2 separate regions of the Manis pentadactyla genome follow, and region 2 is linked to region 1. The links are chromatin contacts, called in public Hi-C maps. All regions are on one chromosome and are shown on one strand. Each heading gives the region's core, a stretch centred on a gene start, on an enhancer-like site or on the middle of the called end of the contact. The rest is flanking DNA. Distances are from core to core; before and after follow the strand shown.

Evidence for each region. A called contact is a pair of places that touch in the nucleus more often than the background predicts.
Region 2: a Hi-C map of fibroblasts shows a contact between it and region 1, with 5 times the contacts expected there. The contact joins the promoter of NINJ2 here to the promoter of WNK1 in region 1. A contact is called at or near these places in 3 of 3 Hi-C or Micro-C datasets (blood, fibroblasts and skin fibroblasts).

What each region holds. Positions count from the first base shown.
Region 1 is chr14:59,652,775-59,656,261 of mManPen7.hap1, reverse strand. It overlaps WNK1 (WNK lysine deficient protein kinase 1), which reads left to right and starts at 1,573. Exons shown (of 29, transcript XM_036907531.2): 1 at 1,573-3,298. The coding sequence starts at 2,540.
Region 2 is chr14:59,839,195-59,842,681 of mManPen7.hap1, reverse strand. NINJ2 (ninjurin 2) reads right to left here and starts at 1,569. Exons shown (of 3, transcript XM_057492395.1): 1 at 1,259-1,569; 2 at 788-837; 3 at 1-292. The coding sequence starts at 1,368. The coding sequence ends at 126.

The DNA.
Region 1 (3,487 bases), core at 324-2,823:
AATGCAGTGTGTACTCTAGTTGCCCCTGCTGAATTTGTATTTTAAAACGTTCATAATCTGCTAGCTTCATGATATCTACCAATCTCTGTTTTTAAAACCAACTTTTTGTAAACCTGAAAGTGTAGAGAAACACAAAATTGAAAAATAGTAACTACGTATCAGATGATTTAATATGAATTGTGTAGCAAAACCCGTCTAAGTGGAGTTCATCCAGATAAACTGTGGGTATTGCCTAGCAAACTAGCTCTTACGAATCTTGCATCCGGTAGCTTCCAAACCACTCACGCTGAGCGTGGTCCTCAGCTAGGCAACGCGCTTCGGAGCTCGTTCCTCAGCGGGCGCCGACCAGAGGCCGGAGCCTGCGGGCGCTCTGATGCGGTTGCTTACGTTTAAGGGCTTCCCGCTTTTACCCGTTGGGCTGAGACTTTAACTGCCATCTGATTTTCCGGTCGGACTTCCTGCTCTGGCTAGTGCCCCCTGGTGCTCATCACCTGTACAATCGAGTAGTTTTGAGGAGCAAAGGGGTCCAAGGAGCCCACGGATGCTTCCAAGAAAAGCATCTCATTACTGAGCACTGGATGATGCAGACTTCCTCTGCGCCCCAAGCCACGGTATAAATTACATGTGTACACTCATGTTCTTCTAGAGAAAGGGGATCTTTCACTAAATTATCAAGATGGAAATTAAGTTTCAGTCACTACGAGCGCAAAAGTCAGCTCAGCTCTCTTAAGTTTGTGACAAAAGATGCAACAATATGTGGACCTTCTCTTTTCTCGAATCGCCCCGCACCGTCTTTTTCTGGCAAAGCAGAGTTCCCTAGGATCCTGGATTTCAGGAGGGCAGCCCGTCTTTGACAGCCAGAATTTCTATCTTGGGGAATGGAGCTCGGAAACTGGCTTTAATTGTTCTGGGAGGGAGGAGGATGCAAGGTAATTCGGCCTCCTTCCCCAATTCATTTAGGCAATATAAATCTTATGCGCAATGTTAGCAAAGTTTTTTTTTTTTTTTACTCTAACGGAAGGCGTGTTCAGCCCTCGGGCTCTCGCTTGGGCTCCGGTTCCCGGCTCCGCCTTTCCCCTCCAGCCCCGCGCCCCTAGTCACTCGACACTACTGCGGCTCTCCGTTAAAGATGGACAACAGATCATTTTTCATTGCCTGGCTACCCTAAGAGCGCTCTCGCCCCGGCAGAGCATGATGGGAGTCTCTCCTCTCGTCCTGCCTCCCTCTTCTTTTTTTTTTTTCCTTCTCTTCTTCCACAATTAATCCATAGATAATGATTCGGCTAGCTAGCACAGACTTGAGGATGGGGTTTAGCAAACCACGGTGACGCTCCCATCAACCTTCCAGACGGGGCGGTTTCCAGAGGAAACTACAGCTCCCATGAGCCATCAAATTAAGCCACCGCAGGGCATCATGGAAGTCATAGGCGCCTTCCTCCTGAGTCCCTTGTGCCCCTCAAATGTACGAACTATAAATCCCAGAGAGCCTCGGTCCTGGCACGCGTGCGCGGGAACCCCGCGAGCGGGGTGGGGGCAGGACTGCCCCAGGCGGCAGGGGGCGGGGTCGGAGCGGGCTGTGTGGAGGCTTCAGACTCCCGGCGCCATTTAGCGCGGAGCGTTTCCTCAGCGGACGCGGCTGTTCTACCTCGGCCACTCTGCACCCCCATCTTCTGTGACAGAAGGCGCCTGGTGGGGGTGACTGCTCTTTCCTCTCCCCAGCCCCTTCACCCAGTCCTCCCGGTCTCCTCTACTCTCGGCCCCGAGAAGCAGCGGAGCTCGGGCCCCGCGGTGAGCGGCCCTCCCCTCCCCACTGTTCCCTCCCTCCGTCAGCCCCCGGCACCGGCCCGGGAGGAGACGGCGTCTGCCAGGCCCGGGGCGGGCGGGAGGCCTCGGGGAAGGGAGGGCCGCTCCTCAGGTGCCGAGGCTTCGTGGCTTCGGCCCTTCGCATCCGGGCCATGGGCGCCCTGTGAGATTGGTGCCCCGGCCGGGGGCGCGTGTGGGAGGCGACCGCCTGCCTGACTGACCCGGAGCCTGGCCGCCCGCCCTCGCCTTCCTCGGCCCCTCCCACTCGCTCTGGCCCGGGAGCTGCCACCGTTCGGGAGCCCGTGCTCGTGCCTGCCGCGCGTCGTCGCCGCCTTCGGGGCCTAGCCCGCCCAGCCCGGGCAGCGGCGGCGGCGCTGCCGCCGCATCCGCTTCGCCTCAGTGCCGGCTCCGCGCCCTGCCCCTCATGACTGCGGCGCCCCCGCTGCCCCAGCCTTCCCGGCCGTTCGCCGCAGGATGGATGCGGACCGCGAGGCGCTAACTCCCGTGGCTCAGCTCCTCGATCGCCCGCCGACGAGCCCGTCCTGGGAGCTGCAGCAGCCGACGCAGCTGGGTCCCGTGTCCCGCCTCTCGTTCGGGGCGGCTAGTCAGTGTTGAGTGAGGAGCCGTCCCGGCTGCGGTAGCGGGACCTGCAGGCCTCCACCGCTTCTCGCGGGCGGCCCCGCACTCTCTCTTAATTCACAAATCTTAGCCAGCTCGCCCCGCTCCCGCCGACGACCATGTCCGGGGGTGCCGCAGAGAAGCAGAGCAGCACTCCGAGCTCCCTGTTCCTCTCGCCGCCGGCGCCTTCCCCCAAGAACGGCTCCAGCTCCGATTCCTCTGTGGGGGAGAAGCTGGGCGCCGCGGGCACCGACGCTGGAACAGGCCGGACTGAGGAGTACCGGCGTCGCCGCCACACTATGGACAAAGACAGCCGTGGGGCAGCCGCGACCACCACCACCACCGAGCATCGGTTCTTCCGCCGCAGCGTCATCTGCGACTCCAACGCCACTGCGCTGGAACTGCCCGGCCTCCCGCTCGCCCTGCCGCAGCCTGGCGTCCCCTCGGTTGTTCCGCAGAGTGCTCCGCCGGAGCCCCACCGCGAGGACACCTTGACCGCCGCCGCCGCGGCCCGGGTAGCCCAGCAGCCGCCCGCCGCGGCTGCCCCTGGGGAAGCACCCCCCGCGGGCCCTGCCGCCGCGACTGCCCGCAGCAGTACCAGCCGAGACCGCCAAGTTTCCCAGCCTAACCATGTGGGGAGCAGGGAGGATCCTCCGTCGGCGAGAAGTGGCAGCGGCGGGGGCAGCTCCAGGGAGCCACAGGAGGAACGGAGCCAGCAACAGGATGATATCGAAGAACTGGAGACCAAGGCTGTGGGAATGTCCAATGATGGCCGCTTTCTCAAGTTTGACATCGAAATTGGCAGAGGCTCCTTTAAGACAGTCTACAAAGGTCTGGACACTGAAACCACTGTAGAGGTCGCCTGGTGTGAACTGCAGGTATAGCCCCACTAACTTCTTTACTTTACAGTGGTTTGCATCCAGATTTGGCTCGGTTAAGCCAGTTTACTGAGTTCACCCTTTATATATCATTCTCACACTGTTCTGAGTTGGGGGGTGGCAACTCGTGGAGAATATTGAAACTAGAATTTGGGGCATGTCGCTGGATAGAGTAAGAATTCTTGGTAG
Region 2 (3,487 bases), core at 320-2,819, 190 kb before region 1:
CCGCCTCCTTGCCCCGGAGCTATAGGTCTCTTACCCTAACCCCCTAGTGGATGAGAGATGGGCCCTTGGGGAGCCTGTGGACCTGGGGGCTTCCCATCTTCCCCCACCTGGGGCCAGGGCTGTGCTCAGAGAGGATTCCTTGAGGTCCTGGCAGCCAAAAACCCCGTTTTACACACCCCAAAGGCTGTAATGAAGGTGCTGATGGCAAGGGTGATGAAGACCAGGGTGCCGGCAGCATTGCTGAGCTGGTTAAGTCGCCACTGCTTTTCTGCCCCATTGAGGTTCAGTCGTGCTGTAGAGGAGCGGGGAGGGGGCGCGGCTTGCAGCTTTCCTCACGACATCCTCTAGAGTCCAGACACAGGCTGGCCCCTGAAACATCTGAGTGGCAGAATCAAGGGAGTTGTAGTCATTGCACTGACATGCCTTTTCCCTCACTGACAGGGCCTGGGGCAGCCACAAGGCAATTGATAGACTTGGGATTTGGGAATTTAGGCTGGGTCTTTTCAGAGTCGGGATGAATGCTCACTAAGGGCTGTTAGGAACTCTGCTAAAGTTAGTGAGGACAGTCATTCATCAGGTACTAGGAGTGGCCACTGTATGGGAGACCAGCAGGTAGGATGGGGCACCTTTCACTCTGAAAGCCATGTGTAGGTGCAGAGACCTAACACCAGGTCAGGGTATGGTTAAGAAGCTAACGTGTGCAAATGCAGGGTGGGACAGGGAGGCACTTGGAGCTTCCCCTCCACCGTGGGGGCACTGGGGCTGACTCCAGGCCCGAGCTCCTCACCAATGAGCACAAGGAGGATGCCAGTGGCCACCTGCAGGGGCAGAGAGATGCTGATTGTAAGATAAATTCTAGCCAGAATAAGCAGGCAAAGAGAGGCAACAAAGGGCCAGGTAATTTATTTAAATACCCCTGGGTGAGGTTCTGTGACCTTCTTGCCAGAGGCCAGAGAAGTCACACCTGGTTAGGGAGGTGGGGGCTTATAAAGGATTAGGAGGGGGAGGAGTGGGCAAGCTGTCCTAGGGGGTGTTGAGAGGTATGATTGGCTAAAGGTGACATAATAGTCAACTAGAAACTTTTTTTCTTTCCAAGAGGGAGGATCCTGGCTGACATCTGGGTCTTGGCACATCAGGATGGAATTCAGGGAGAGCTGTCCCCTTTCCATATACGGCTCGGACTTTGGGGTCTGGTCTGTTCTCCCCCTATGGCATCTCTCTGTTCTGTTTGCATGTCCTTGTTTTTCCTTTCTCCAGCCTAACACTGATGAGGGTGACCAGCGTGCTGTAATACTGAGAGGATGGCTCCTGCTCCAGAACCGCTCTCAGCTGCTTGGTGTTGGACAGGAAGAGAGCCATGCCCAGCATGCCCTCCGGCACACTCTTCTTGGTGGCATAATGGTTCAGATTGACGGGCTGGCTCCTGCTGGGGCTCCCAGGCTGTGAGGGAGAAACACAGGCTTGCCTAGGAGGCCTCAGAAGGGAAGCAGTTGAGAGAGACTGGAAAGAGAGGTTTTGAAACTCTCCCCTGACTAGGTGGGTGTAGGGAAAATAGAAGTTCCATGGCCAGGATCCTCACCTGACAGCCATTGTATACGTGTGATGAGGTAAGACTTAGCCTACTACGTGCTTGCATACCCATTGGCAATAAGCTGTTAGGTGGTGTTGCTGTAGGAGTTCTGCCGGACGCTAAGCACAGAGGGACGCAGGAGAGCAGAGCCTAGAGTAGAACTCAAGAGAGCAGGAGAGAGGAGGGCAGAGGCCAAGCGGGGGGCAGAGACGGAGGAGGACGGGGCTTCAGTGCTCAGCCTTCTGCCCTGAGAATAAAGCTTGGTACGACCTCCTTTTACCTCCGACATTCTGTTGTCATTATTTGGTCTCACTGAATCTATAGTGAACTTGCCCAGAGCTGGGAACCGCCCCGCCCAGAGCTACAGTGGGAAACCAGGGGTAAGAAACAGCCTTCTCAGCTTTAAGGCCTGAAAGAATAGGGTTGGACTAGAAACTCTTAAGGACCTTTGAACTCTGAAATGCTGTGATGCTGTAGTTTATATTTCGGGTCACTCTTCCCTCACACCTGAACACATCCATCCGAAGAAAGGGGGAGCATTCTCAGCTGCTCGTAAGATGTGCCTTCCTCGTTTTATTCACTATTTTACCTGGGCCTGGCCTGGCCTTGGACTGCTCTTTTCCTCCAAGAGGAAGCTTGTCAGAAAATAGTAAGACAAGCTCTGAGGCTTAGGTAGACTAGCAAATGCACAGCTCCTCACAGAATGATGCGGCCCCAAGGCAGGGTGCACAGTTTAGCAAACCGACTGTGAGCTGTTTGATCCCACGCAGCCCCTTGGCCTCGAGCACTGGAGCGGCAGGCTCAGACACACTCATGCCATCTGCAAACACAAGCCCTGGCGACATGACTGTGTGCGTGAATGTATGCACACAATACGCACTAGTTAAAAGCTCTTGATTTAATTTTTATTGTTTTTTTTTGGCTAGGATTTATTTACAATCTATGTTTGATTTGATTTTGAAATATAAAACAAAGCTCTTATTCTCAGAAGTGACTAACTAAAAGCTGGAGTCACGATGCAGGGCATATGGTGGGGGCCTCTGGGCTGAGCCCAGAAATTCAGGCCGGATGCTGCAAGCAATCTGCAGTCACTCGGGAGAGCTTGAGTATGTTTTAGGGAGAGTAATTAAGGAGTGGTGCATGGGTGGATTATCCCATGAGGGCTCAGAAGCAGAGAGACCCCCTGAAAGGTTATGGTCTTGATTTAGGATCTAAATCAGAGCAGGGGTGAGAAGCGAGAGGAAGGGGGAACTGGGAAAGATGTTACAGCCTGGAGGAAGGGTAGCTGACCCAGCAGATTACCACAGAGGATCTGTTGTGTAGCTAGCTGGCTGGCTGGCTTGATAGACGATGGGTGGAGGGGTGGATGGGTGGAGGTGTGGGTGGGTGGGTGGGTTGATGGGGGAACAAGTAGATGGATGAATGGGTGGATAGATGGGTGGATGGATGGATGGATAGGTAGTTGAGTGAATGGGTGAATGGGTGGAAGGATGAGGCATGTCTCATAGGGTTATGAATGCCCCTTCTAGACATGGGGCTTGTCTGTGGCCAGTTGGCCTGGCTGGCCAATACTGCAGAAAGGCCCCAAGGCTACACCTGCAGTCCTAGCACATTGGTAAAGGTTAGTCCTGGGTGCAAAATACACTCGTTAGGTGAGAGAGTCTGTGGAGCAGCCTCAGGCCTATCCACAATTCAAAGTGCTTCTTCCCTGGCGCATCTGTGAGCCAGGGCTTCCCTGCCCGCTGATTCTCCCACCTTGGCTGCAGCCACCCCTCACCTGCCTATCCCACCTGCTAGGAGCTTCAAGTTCTGCACCTTCTCTTCCTTCCAAACTCAGCTCTCCAGTCAAGATCTGATAAACTGTGAAATTACTATGAAAGTTTCCCTGGAGACCCTTTCTCTGAAAATTTACATATT